Linked DNA regions of Astyanax mexicanus: region 2 is linked to region 1. Evidence: chromatin contacts called from public Hi-C data. All regions are on one chromosome and are shown on one strand. The core of a region is the stretch at or near the end of the contact, and the rest is flanking DNA. Distances in the headings are between cores, read along the strand shown. Region 1 overlaps rdh8a (retinol dehydrogenase 8a). Region 2 overlaps notch3 (notch receptor 3).

Region 1 (5,637 bases), core at 2,429-4,928:
GTTAGTTAGAGGTGTTAGGAGAGTAAGAGCTCTTTGAAGAGCTCTGTCTTCAGGAGTTTATTAAAGATAGTAAGAGATTCTCCTGATCTGGTAGTAGAAGGTTGTTTGTTCCACCATTGGGGAACTTTGTATGAGAACAGTCTGGATTGCTTTGTATATATGAACAATAATTTAGATCATTAATATCTCACTGGCTTTCTCTTTGTCTCTCTGTAGTAAATAATGCTGGAGTGGGTCTGCTGGGTCCAGTGGAGAGCATCAGTATAGACCAGATGAAGCGGGTGTTTGAGACCAACTTTTTCGGCACAGTGCGCATGATCAAAGAGGTCATGCCCGACATGAAGAAACGCAGGTCGGGCCACATCGTCGTCATGAGCAGCGTGATGGGCATGCAGGGTAGGACAGGCTCCGCAACCCTGAAGGTGGAGACTGGAGACGAATGGCAACCTTGTAGAGTTCAACACCAGGGGGCGATAGAGCTCATTCATTTCCCTGCTGAGAACATATTGTGACACATAAACAGGCCAAATGCGTGTCTACAGATTAGAAGCTTGTTAATAATGAAAGCTGATCAGTGTAAGAGACTGTAATTACCAGTTATTACCCATGTAAGAGCACACTAATGCAAATTAGTTCAATATTTTACGGCAGTTTTTAGTTCAGAGAAATTAATTTAACATGATGTGTTACTTACCACCCAGATATGGTGCATAAAAAATGCTTGATATCTGATAGGCGTTGGATATTCAGCTCTGGGTAAAAAATAAGAGACCACTTAAAAATGATGAGTTTCTTTGATTTTACCAAAGTGAAAACCTCTGGAATATAATCAAGAGGAAGATGGATGATCACAAGCCATCAAACCACCAAACTGAACTGCTTGTTATTTGTAACAAGCAATATCTGGTAAATTAGAAGGAAACCATGGCGACACCCCTGTTCCTTACTGGTGTCGCATAATGCGCTTTATATTCCAGTGCACCTTAAATATAAAAATAGACCACAAAAAAGACGTTCATTAATAGTGTGCCTTATAATCCAGTTTGCTTTATAGTGCAAAAAATACAATATTTTTACCCTATGCTAATTATAGTTTTATTATATAAACATGTCGTTTTTAAAATCTTATTTTTCATTACATGGAGTAGCTGAGTTGTAAGCTGAGTTGTAGCCTTAATGAAGGATGTCTGAGACATGATTGGTCTGGGAGAAGGGGGTGGGTCTATAAAATGAGTAGACAAGTCTGTCTTTGCCTCTGGTGTCAAATTTGACAACATGGCAGACAGTGTTGGCTTTATTTCTATAGAACAGAGTTAGTGGAATCATAGTGTTGGAATCAATGTTTTCTACAGTCATTGGCTGTTAATAAATCGATTAATTGTAGAAACATAAAAATGCTTCTAGATTTTTGGGAAAAGCTTTTGTTTTGTGTAAAAGGCTGATTTATACTCTGTGTAGACAACTGTGTATCTGTGTCACATCATCAATTACAAATATCATATATATACAGCTCTAGAACAAAATAAGATAGCACTTAAAATTTAGAGTTTCTTTGATTTTACTAAAATTGAAAACCTCTAGAATATAATCAAGAGGAAGATGGATCATCACAAGCCATCAAAGCAAGCTGAGCTGCTTGAATTTTTGCACCAGGAGTAAAGGCATGAAGTTATCCAAAAGCAGTGTGTAAGACAGGTGGAGGAGAACATGCCAAGATGCATGAAAAGAAAACTGTGATTAAAAAACTGGTTAGATATTAACTATAATGTGCATACGGCACCCATGCAGATACAGAGATACACAGTGCTGCATCTACACAGAAGTAGAAATCAGGCTTGAGTCTGAGTCTGTGTATTCGTGAGCCTGAAATCTGTCTGTGTGGCTGAAATGTCTACAGGAGTGGTGTTTAACGACGTCTACACAGCCTCCAAGTTTGCCATCGAGGGCTTCTGTGAAAGCATGGCAGTGCAGCTGCTCAAGTTTAATGTGAAGTCTGTACTCTCCTTCTTCACAGAAGCTTTTGTTCATGTCCAAGTGGATCTAAGTGGATTAGCTAAAGTGCCATCTTCATATTTCATCTTTCCCCCAGGCTGTCTCTGATTGAGCCAGGGCCCGTGCACACAGAGTTCGAGTCCAAGATGATGGACGACGTGGCCAAGATGGATTTTCCTGGGACGGACCCGGACACGGTCAGATACTTTAAGGACGTGTACATGCCGTCCTCCATCGATATCTTCGAGGCGATGGGGCAGATGCCAGAAGACATAGCTAAAGTAAGCGAAGACCTTTGGCCCTTATCTCATGACCAAACAACCAGCACATGACTGAAGCGTCTTGCCGCTGCTGCTGCTTTTGAATTTCGTGAAATGTTATTAAATCACAGTTTTTCAAAACAGGTAATTGTAATTAACTGTAATTAATTAGACAGATGACATATAAAAGACAGACAAAGGAAATGTAGATATAAAGCTGATGGTGATTATGCGCATTCCAGTTGATAATTGTTGATGAAGGCTTTAATCATTCCTTAAAACAAACTCTTGTTATTGTACTCATTTCCATTTGACCGTATAAGAGCACTTTAATGTTATAGTTAACTTTAACAGAATATAGACTATCTGTTTCAGTGGATCAGACACAGGGGTGCAGCTGGAGTTCTTAAAGGTCTCATTCCCTCATTTGTTCAAGGTTCTGATTGGCTAACAGCACTACAAGGCAGTGAGACGGAAAACAGTTAGAAACGTTTTAAAATAAAGACATTTTTACACTAATAACAGTCTGTGGAGTGTCATATGTCACTTTACAACATGCATAAATTAATGTTCTGCTAAGTGCAGTTCAGCCTAGTCAGACCTAGTCTTAGAGTCTCTGTAAAACACAAAATCCACCGGATATTCTATGTAAACCTATAGTTACTTGCACACAGAGGTGGGTAGTCCAGGTCCAGAAAGTAAAAAATCCACTTTTTACAAATACATCTAGTACAATCGCAATTGTACTTTGCTGGTGGAGTTTCACAGACGCATTTGTTCCTTAGCTCTGAGTTACTGGGCAAAGCAAAGAAAACTGATGTGTTATTCGCACAAATAACACAGGAACGAACTGCATGCTGTTCCTAGCGCTGTTAGCTCTTCCTATCTGACGAGACGGAGTCTCTGCCCGGCTTCAGCTCTGCCTGTGGGCGGTCCCGAGCCGAGGTGTTGGAGGCCATGAATACTAATTAGCAGGTTGACGTAGACACTGTGCTTTTCCTGATCGACTCGTTTTCTTTTATATTTTACTAGCTACTGCAGACAATGGAGTTTGAGGAAGAGTTTCATCATGTGCAGCATCATAAACAACTCAGAGAGACCTACTGTGTTTTACAAAGAACAAGAACAAGTGGATTTTAGTGGATAGACACCTTAAAACACCTATTATTTATGTGCCAAATTCTTGTTAGAATTAGATACAAAAAATAGTTTAAACTTCTTTTTCTTCCTCAGTGCACCAAGAAGGTCATCGAGTCGACTAGTCCTCGGTTTCGGAACCTCACCAACAGCCTGTACACACCCATCGTGGCCATGAAGTACGCAGACGAGACCGGAGGCCTGTCCGTCCACACCTTCTACAACCTGCTGTTCAATTTCGGCTCCCTGATGCACATCACCATGAGCATCCTCAAATGCCTGACCTGCAGCTGCCTGCGCAGGCGCACCATCTCACCTGACTGAAGGAGGGGAGAGAGGGCAGCAGCGAGCCCACGGCAGAGACGCACCAACCGTACCTCAGAACGTCTGGATTAGCGTAACGGACCCTGGTGATCAGGGTTCTACACGTGAACATGATCATATACTGTATGCTTTCATGTGTTCTAAGGGTTTCTAAAATGTGCCTTAGAAGAGTGTGTGTTCTCCGATCTGACACACCTGATCCTGACCTGAACTTACCCACTAAATAATCATTCATTTGTGTGAATCAGGGGAGATTGTGTAGAGTAAAGAAGCAAATTCTGCTCCCCAGGTGGAACCCAGGACTCAAACAGGTTTACTGCTTATAGCAGAAAGTGTTAAAGAGGGTCAGCACTCTTTAAAATAAAGAAGCTTCCATAGAACTTTAATAGAATTCCAGTCCTGGTCCAGAGCTCTGAAAAAAAATAAGAAACCACTTAAAAATGATGAGTTTCTTTGATTTTACCAAATTGAAAACCTCTGGAATATAATCAAGAGGAAGATAGATGATCACAAGCCATCAAACCACCAAACTGAACTGCTTGTTGAATTTTTTGCACCAGGAGTAAAGCAGCATAAAGTTATCCCAAAGCAGTGTGTAAGACTGGTGGAGGAGAACATGATGCCAAGATGCATGAAAACTGTTAAAAACCAGGGTTATTCCACCAAATATTGATTTTTGAACTCTTAAAACTCTTAATATGAATATGAACTTGTTTTCTCTGCATTATTTGAGGTCTGAAAGCTCTGCATATTTTTTGTTATTTCAGCCATTTCTCATTTACTGCAATTAATTCTGCTCTAAATGACTAAATAACAATATATTTATTGGAATTTGGGAGAAATGTTGTCTGTTCATTTTACTTAAACATAAACCTATAAATAGCAAAGTCAGATAAACTGATTCAGAAACTGAAGTGGTCTCTTATTTTTTTTACAGAGCTGTATATCACGGTATTTTTCAAGATTCTGATGGTTTCGCAGTATATTACGGCAACTTTAACACTTTAACATGGCTTCCTTTTCAAAACTAAATATTTTTAAATAATTCCATAAACACTATAAACAGACCTAAAATGCTACTTTAAAACCTTTAATACCAAAACATGCTAAAAAAAACATGATTTTTTATGCTAAATCGCACTGTTTTGTCGAAAAGTTTGTGAACATTCTGTCTAATAAATTAATTCAGTATTTTACGTCCCTCTGGAGCAGATAAATGTACAAGCACCAGACTTCACTAACAGTCCTGTTGCTGAATGCAATCAAATGCTCACAGTAAAATGCTGCAAAATTGAATAGAGAGCCTTTCCTGGACATTAAAGACAATTTCTTCACCAAAAGCAGGACTAACTTTTATTAATACCCCAGATTTTATAAGAATCAATGAATGAAAATGTGTCCTAATGCTTTTGTTCGCACAGTGTTCTTAATTGTTTGAGGATTATACTTTAAATATTATGTAAAGAAACTTTTAAAGGTCTTAAAAATCTTCACTGAATGTAAAAAAGCTTCATTGTATTACAAACAAACAAAAAACTTTAAAGCACCTTTATTTTAAAGAGTGAATGATAAATTATTGTTTTATTTATGAGGAGTGATACTAAAGTTTTGGAATTTGAAAATGTAATATGAGATAAACGCAGCCAGTCTAAAAAAAGCTAATTCACCGTGTGAGACTAATTCTCAAGGCTAATTCTCTAGCTGCTTTTGTTCAGGCTAATGATTTCAGTGAACTCTATTGTGAAACTCTGTTTAAGCTTCTTTGAACATTTTCTCGTTCTTTAATCACTGATTTTCACCCAGGCTGTGTGGGAAATGTGGATAAATATCAATGTGAATATTAAGGTTAATAATATAAATGTCTAAAGATCTATTGATTTCTAAATAAAACACAATAATTGGAGAGGAATGTAAAGTTTATTAT
Region 2 (5,597 bases), core at 386-2,885, 140 kb after region 1:
ATTTGCAATCTACAAATCTTTGGGTTTTTTGTTCTATTAAAAGCTATTTTGAGCTAACAAATACATCAGCTCAGAGTTATATCAGTAATACACACATTTCACTATTGAAGATTTTCTCAAATTAATTTTAGGCTTGCTGTAATCAATTTTGATCATAGTTTTTGTTTATTTTTGGTTTTATTGTCCATGTCTGCACTGATGTTTTAAAATCATATTGTCATGAAAATTTGCCTTGAAGTCATGGAAAATTCATGGAAAATTCTTGTTTAAAAATTTCATGAACCATGGATAAATGGAGAAGTCAAGACTTTTTTGCTTTTGTGCTTTTAGAATTGGCCTTATTTAAAGCTCTGTTTTAAATAATTATATATATAAAAGTAATGCTGTGCTAACTTAGATAGTTCTTTTATTTATTGTTAGCCACATAAGGATGTGTACTAATAATAAGATATATATATATAAATGTATATATATATTTAGAAGGTGGATACAAACCTGACAGTGAATGACACTGGATTGTATTGCGCAGGTACCGCTGTGAGTGTGAGCCAGGCTGGGTGGGGAAGAACTGTGACCTAGACCGCAATGACTGCCTGCCCAACCCCTGCCAGAATGCAGGCACCTGCATCGACCAGCTCAACGGCTTCACCTGCAAGTGCCGACAGGGCTTCAGAGGTGGGTGTTACATCCAGATAATTCCCTTAATTCATAATACATGACAGCTCTGACATTCCTGCTAGCGATTAAGCAAAGCCTAGCAAAGTCCTAAAAAGAAGTAATGAAAGATCATTACAAGTATTTAAATGTGTTATTTAATCTCCTTTACAATGTCATGTATTCCAAATCTCTGTCTAAACGTATAAACAGCTCTGTAAAAAAATAAGAGACCACTTAAAAATGATGTGTTTCTTTGATTTTACCAAATTGAAAACCTCTGAAATAAAATCAAGAGGAAAATTGATGATCACAAGCCATCAAACCAAACTGAACTTCTTGAAGTTTTGCACCAGGAGTTTAAGGCATAAAGTTATCCAAAAGCAGTGTGTAAGACTGGTGGAGGAGAACATGCCAAGATGCATGAAAACTGTGATTAAAAAACAGGGTTATTCCACCAAATATTGATTTCTGAACTCTTAAAACTTTATAATTATGAACTTGTTTTATTTGCATTATTTGAGCCATTTCTCATTTTCTGCAAATAAATAATGATAAATGATATATTTGGGGGGGGGGGGGATTTGTGAGAAATGTTGTCCGTAGTTTATAGAATACAACAATGTTCATTTTACTCAAACATAAACCTGTAAATAGCAAAATCAGAGAAATTGATTTAAAAACTGAAGTGGTCTCTTAATTTTCTCCAGAGCTGTATTTACATATAAATTCAAAGACATTAATGCTTGGGCCATGTCGCCCCCTACAGGTAATTGTATGATTTGCATTATAGTTTTTCATAGTGTACATCCTCACTTTCTGTGTCTCTTTCTCACTCCTGTTTTTCTTTCTCTCTTCCTCCTCCTTCTCCTCAGGTAATCAGTGCCAGGTGAACATCAACGAGTGCGCTTCCAGCCCCTGCCTGAATCAGGGAACGTGTGTGGACGGTGTGGCCAGTTTCACATGCCTGTGTGAGGCTCCTTACAGCGGACCCACCTGTGCTGAGGTGCTCACACCCTGCTCACCTAATCCCTGCTCTAACCACGCTGTCTGCACACACACGCCTGACTACTTCGGCTACCAGTGCAACTGCCAGCCAGGATGGCAAGGTAAGGGATCCTGTCGTTGGTTTGGATGCATGCATGTATGAATAAAATTGACACATGGTGTCTTTTAGAAGCTTATTCAGATGATTGATATTTTAGCTGTGCAGATATACAGTTTTTGTAAATTAGGGCTGCATCGATTAGTTGTGCAATCGACAGCATTGACTATAAACTATTTCATTCCCAACACATCGTTAATGTGTGATGGAATGAGAGAGAGAGCTCACTCAAGAGGAAAAAAAGGAAAGACAAATCCTGAGCACCCTGATTGGCTTTTCCTCATGCTCAGTTGACCAATGAGGTTTCAGTGTGGGTGGGACTTGAGAAAGACATTTAACTCCACACTATACTCTACAGTCTGTCTTTACTAGTTCTGTACAGTTTAAACACTAACTAATAAAAACTATATTAACTACATTACCCGTGATTTAAGTTAAATTACTGCAGAGAGCTGCTGAAGTTAGTTTAAACTGAGGCCTTATAGACGTCCTCTAAGAAAATTACAGGCTGAATTATCTACTGTTTTTGCTAAACTCCATGGTCCTCCGATAATTTTAGTCCCGTCCGGACGCACATCTCTGAGTTTCATCACTTTGCATTTAATAAAATAGCTATATGTTCACTGCCACGCACTGAAATTACACATCGGGCGTGCATTTACACGGAGATCAACGCAAACACAACAGCGAGTGGAAATGGAGGAGCTACTGAACGCGATGTCATGTTTTTTTAATTGCAGTCCAGATGCAAGAGTAGAAGTGTGAAGTATTTTTTACAGACATCGCCCTGAGAAACGTATCCCTAAAACTAATAGGGCTCTAGTCTAAATATGCTCTGTGTCTCTGCAGGTCATCTGTGTAACATTGATGTAAATGAATGCGCCTCGAACCCCTGTAAGAACCGCGGCACCTGCACCAACACGCTGGGAGGCTACGTATGCTCGTGCCGTGGAGGATACTCTGGACCCAACTGTGAAACCGACATCAACGACTGCCTCCCAAGTGAGTAACTTCACATCGTTTCTACAACAATGTTTCTCTGATACCTATACACACATATATAAAAGCTGCATTCCTCAGTCTTTGACTCCTTTAACTCCTCATTCTCCTCCTCCTCTCCCCCCCCGCAGACCCCTGCATGAGCGGAGGCTCCTGCACAGATGGAATCAACACCTTCTACTGTACCTGCCTGCCCGGCTTCACAGGCCCACGGTGTGCCATAGAAGTAGACGAGTGCCAGAGCGCCCCCTGCAAGAACGGAGGCACCTGCACCGACTACGTCAACAGCTACACCTGCACCTGCAAGCCAGGCTTCACCGGCCTCCACTGCGAGACCAACGCAATGGACTGCACTGAGAGGTGAGAGATCTCAGGCTTTTTGGTTCTTTGAGGTCTGAAATGTTCAGGTATGGTCAGGAACGGTGCTAACCTCTCTGCTCTGGATGTTCTACAGCTCGTGCTTTAACGGTGGAACCTGTGTGGATAAGATCAATGGCTTTTCCTGCACATGCCGCGTGGGCTTCACAGGAGAACACTGTCAGTATGAGGTGAACGAGTGCGACTCACAGCCCTGCCTTAACGGAGGAGTGTGCCAAGATGGCCTGGAGTCCTTCCGCTGCTCCTGTCCGAAGGGCTACACCGGCAGCCGCTGCCAGGTAAACACTCCAGCCTTAACCTGGATTAAGCTAAAGAATTAGTGTATCCATTCAGTATTCACATTATATACAAATACTGTATCTTATGTATTTTTCACACATAAGGCACACTTAAAATCCTTTCATTTTTCCAAAAAGTCAGTGCGCCTTATAATCCGGTGCACTTTATGTATAAATTATACAAAGTCAAGTATTAAGGAGCAGTAAAGCCACTCCGCTGAAGTACAGCGTTATACAGGAGTTTCAGTTTAGTTTCCTAGCAAAGAGCACTAGCTCTTTCGCCATTCAGAGGTGAGTATATTGGACTCTAGTCAGCGTGTTTACTGTGTTAAAACAAGCTACGTGGGCTAAAATCACCCTGGCTTACCAGAACACTCAGGATTCCCCTGTGTACCGACCCAGAGGCGAGAGCTGCTAAATTAGAAAGAAAAACATAGCGACACCCCTGCTCCTTACTAGTGTCGCATAATGCGGCTTACAATCCGATGCGCTTTATGTTTGAAAATAGAACAGAAAATGGACGTTTATTGATAGTGCGCCTTATAGTGTGAAAAATATGGTGCAAGTGTAGAAAGTGTAGAAAAGTTAACAAATTGACAGCATTTTTCACTGTTAACAATAAAACCATAATTTTATTCAGATCTTTGCTGGCCTAATTCAGTCTGTTTAAATATCTTTGTGTGGTTGTACAGGTGCGAGTGGACTGGTGCAGGCATTCAAACCCCTGCCAAAACGGTGGCCGCTGCAGGCCTAAAGACGGCTCCTGTGACTGTGTAGGTGGATGGTCTGGACGTTACTGTGACATCCCTGGGGTCTCCTGTGAGATGGCTGCCATGCAGAGAGGTTTGTGTGATCTCAAACATTAACTGTACTTAAAGTCATCAATTCTGGATTCGAATAATGTAGTTCTCATTTAATGCAGTTCAAAACAGCTATAAAGGACTGTAATGTAACTGTGTGCAGTAGAGTAACTGTTCCTCTGTGCTGCTTCAGGTCTTCAGACAGATGAGCTTTGTCATCGCGGCGGACACTGTGTGAACACTGGGAACACACACTACTGCAAGTGCCCTAACGATTACACTGGCAGCTACTGCGAGAGTCAGGTGGATCACTGCGAGGACAAACCGTGTCTCAATGGCGCCACCTGCAGGGGCTATGTGGGAGGTTACACATGTGATGTAAGTGGCAGCACACAAAATTTGTTCTATTAACAAAGACTTTAATGAACACCTAGGAGTGGGTGTTGCTACATACCAACACATCTGGAATACCAGAGCAACCCACAGTAACAAGCTAGCAACAACCTAGGAACCCCCATAGCTATTATCTGTAACTAGGAACGGTTTAGGCTGGATAATTATTCTGTGTTACCAATCAAAAAGTGCACTTTTCTAGTACTTCTCTAGACTAAGAGTCAGTCCACTCATTCACTGTATTGTTTCTACATTTTGACAGTGTATGCCCGGGTACGAGGGACAGAACTGCGAGAGGGAGATCAACGAGTGCCGCTCCCACCCCTGTCAGAATGGAGGTACCTGCATTGATCTGGTGGGCCACTACATCTGCTCCTGCCCTCCTGGCACAATGGGTAAGTCTAAAAACCCCCATCAGTATTCAGTACCATTCATTTTACTTTAATCCTGGATATACAGCTCTGGAAAATATTAAGAGACCACTTCAGTTGCTCTGATTTTGCTATGTATAGGTATATGTTAAAGTAAAATGAACTTTGTTCTTTTATTCTATAAACTGCAAACAACATTTCTCCCAAATTCCAAATATAAATATTGTGATTTAGAGCATTTTTTGAGGAATGGCTGAAAAAAACAAAAGAGCTGCAGAGCTTTCAGAAAACAAGTTTATATTCATAAAGTTTTAAGAGTTCAGAAATCAATATTTGGTGTAATAACCCTGTTTTTTTAATCACAGTTTTTATGCATCTTTGCATGTCCTCCTCCACCAGTCTTACACACTGCTTTTGTATAATTTATGCCACATCTGGTGCAAAATGTCAAGCAGTTCAGTTTGGTGGTTTGATGGCTTTTGATCATCCATCTTTCTCTTGATTATATTCCAGAGATTTTCAATTTGGTAAAATCTAAGAAGCTCATCATTTTTAAGTGGTCTCTTATTTTATTTTAGAGCTGTATGGAGATATTTGGAATGCATCTGATAAAATTCAT

What was found. Hi-C and Micro-C count contacts between places; a contact is called where the count stands out from the background.
Region 2: a contact with region 1 is called in a Hi-C map of muscle, with 19 times the contacts expected there. The contact joins two enhancer-like sites. A contact is called at or near these places in 2 of 3 Hi-C or Micro-C datasets (both in muscle).

What each region holds. Positions count from the first base shown.
Region 1 is chr3:4,535,958-4,541,594 of AstMex3_surface, forward strand. It overlaps rdh8a (retinol dehydrogenase 8a), which reads left to right. Exons shown (of 6, transcript XM_022668035.2): 3 at 217-396; 4 at 1,898-1,991; 5 at 2,090-2,273; 6 at 3,486-5,616. The coding sequence ends at 3,713. Among protein-coding and RNA genes, the nearest start is that of rdh8a, 9.7 kb to the left of the region's middle. Within about 2 kb of position 3,679, the one cell type or tissue checked has an H3K27ac peak away from gene starts, as active enhancers do.
Region 2 is chr3:4,677,631-4,683,227 of AstMex3_surface, forward strand. notch3 (notch receptor 3) reads left to right here. Exons shown (of 33, transcript XM_007229075.4): 14 at 530-675; 15 at 1,530-1,763; 16 at 2,609-2,761; 17 at 2,890-3,118; 18 at 3,213-3,414; 19 at 4,107-4,257; 20 at 4,408-4,592; 21 at 4,870-5,002. Among protein-coding and RNA genes, the nearest start is that of zmp:0000001048, 24 kb to the right of the region's middle. Within about 2 kb of position 1,636, the one cell type or tissue checked has an H3K27ac peak away from gene starts, as active enhancers do.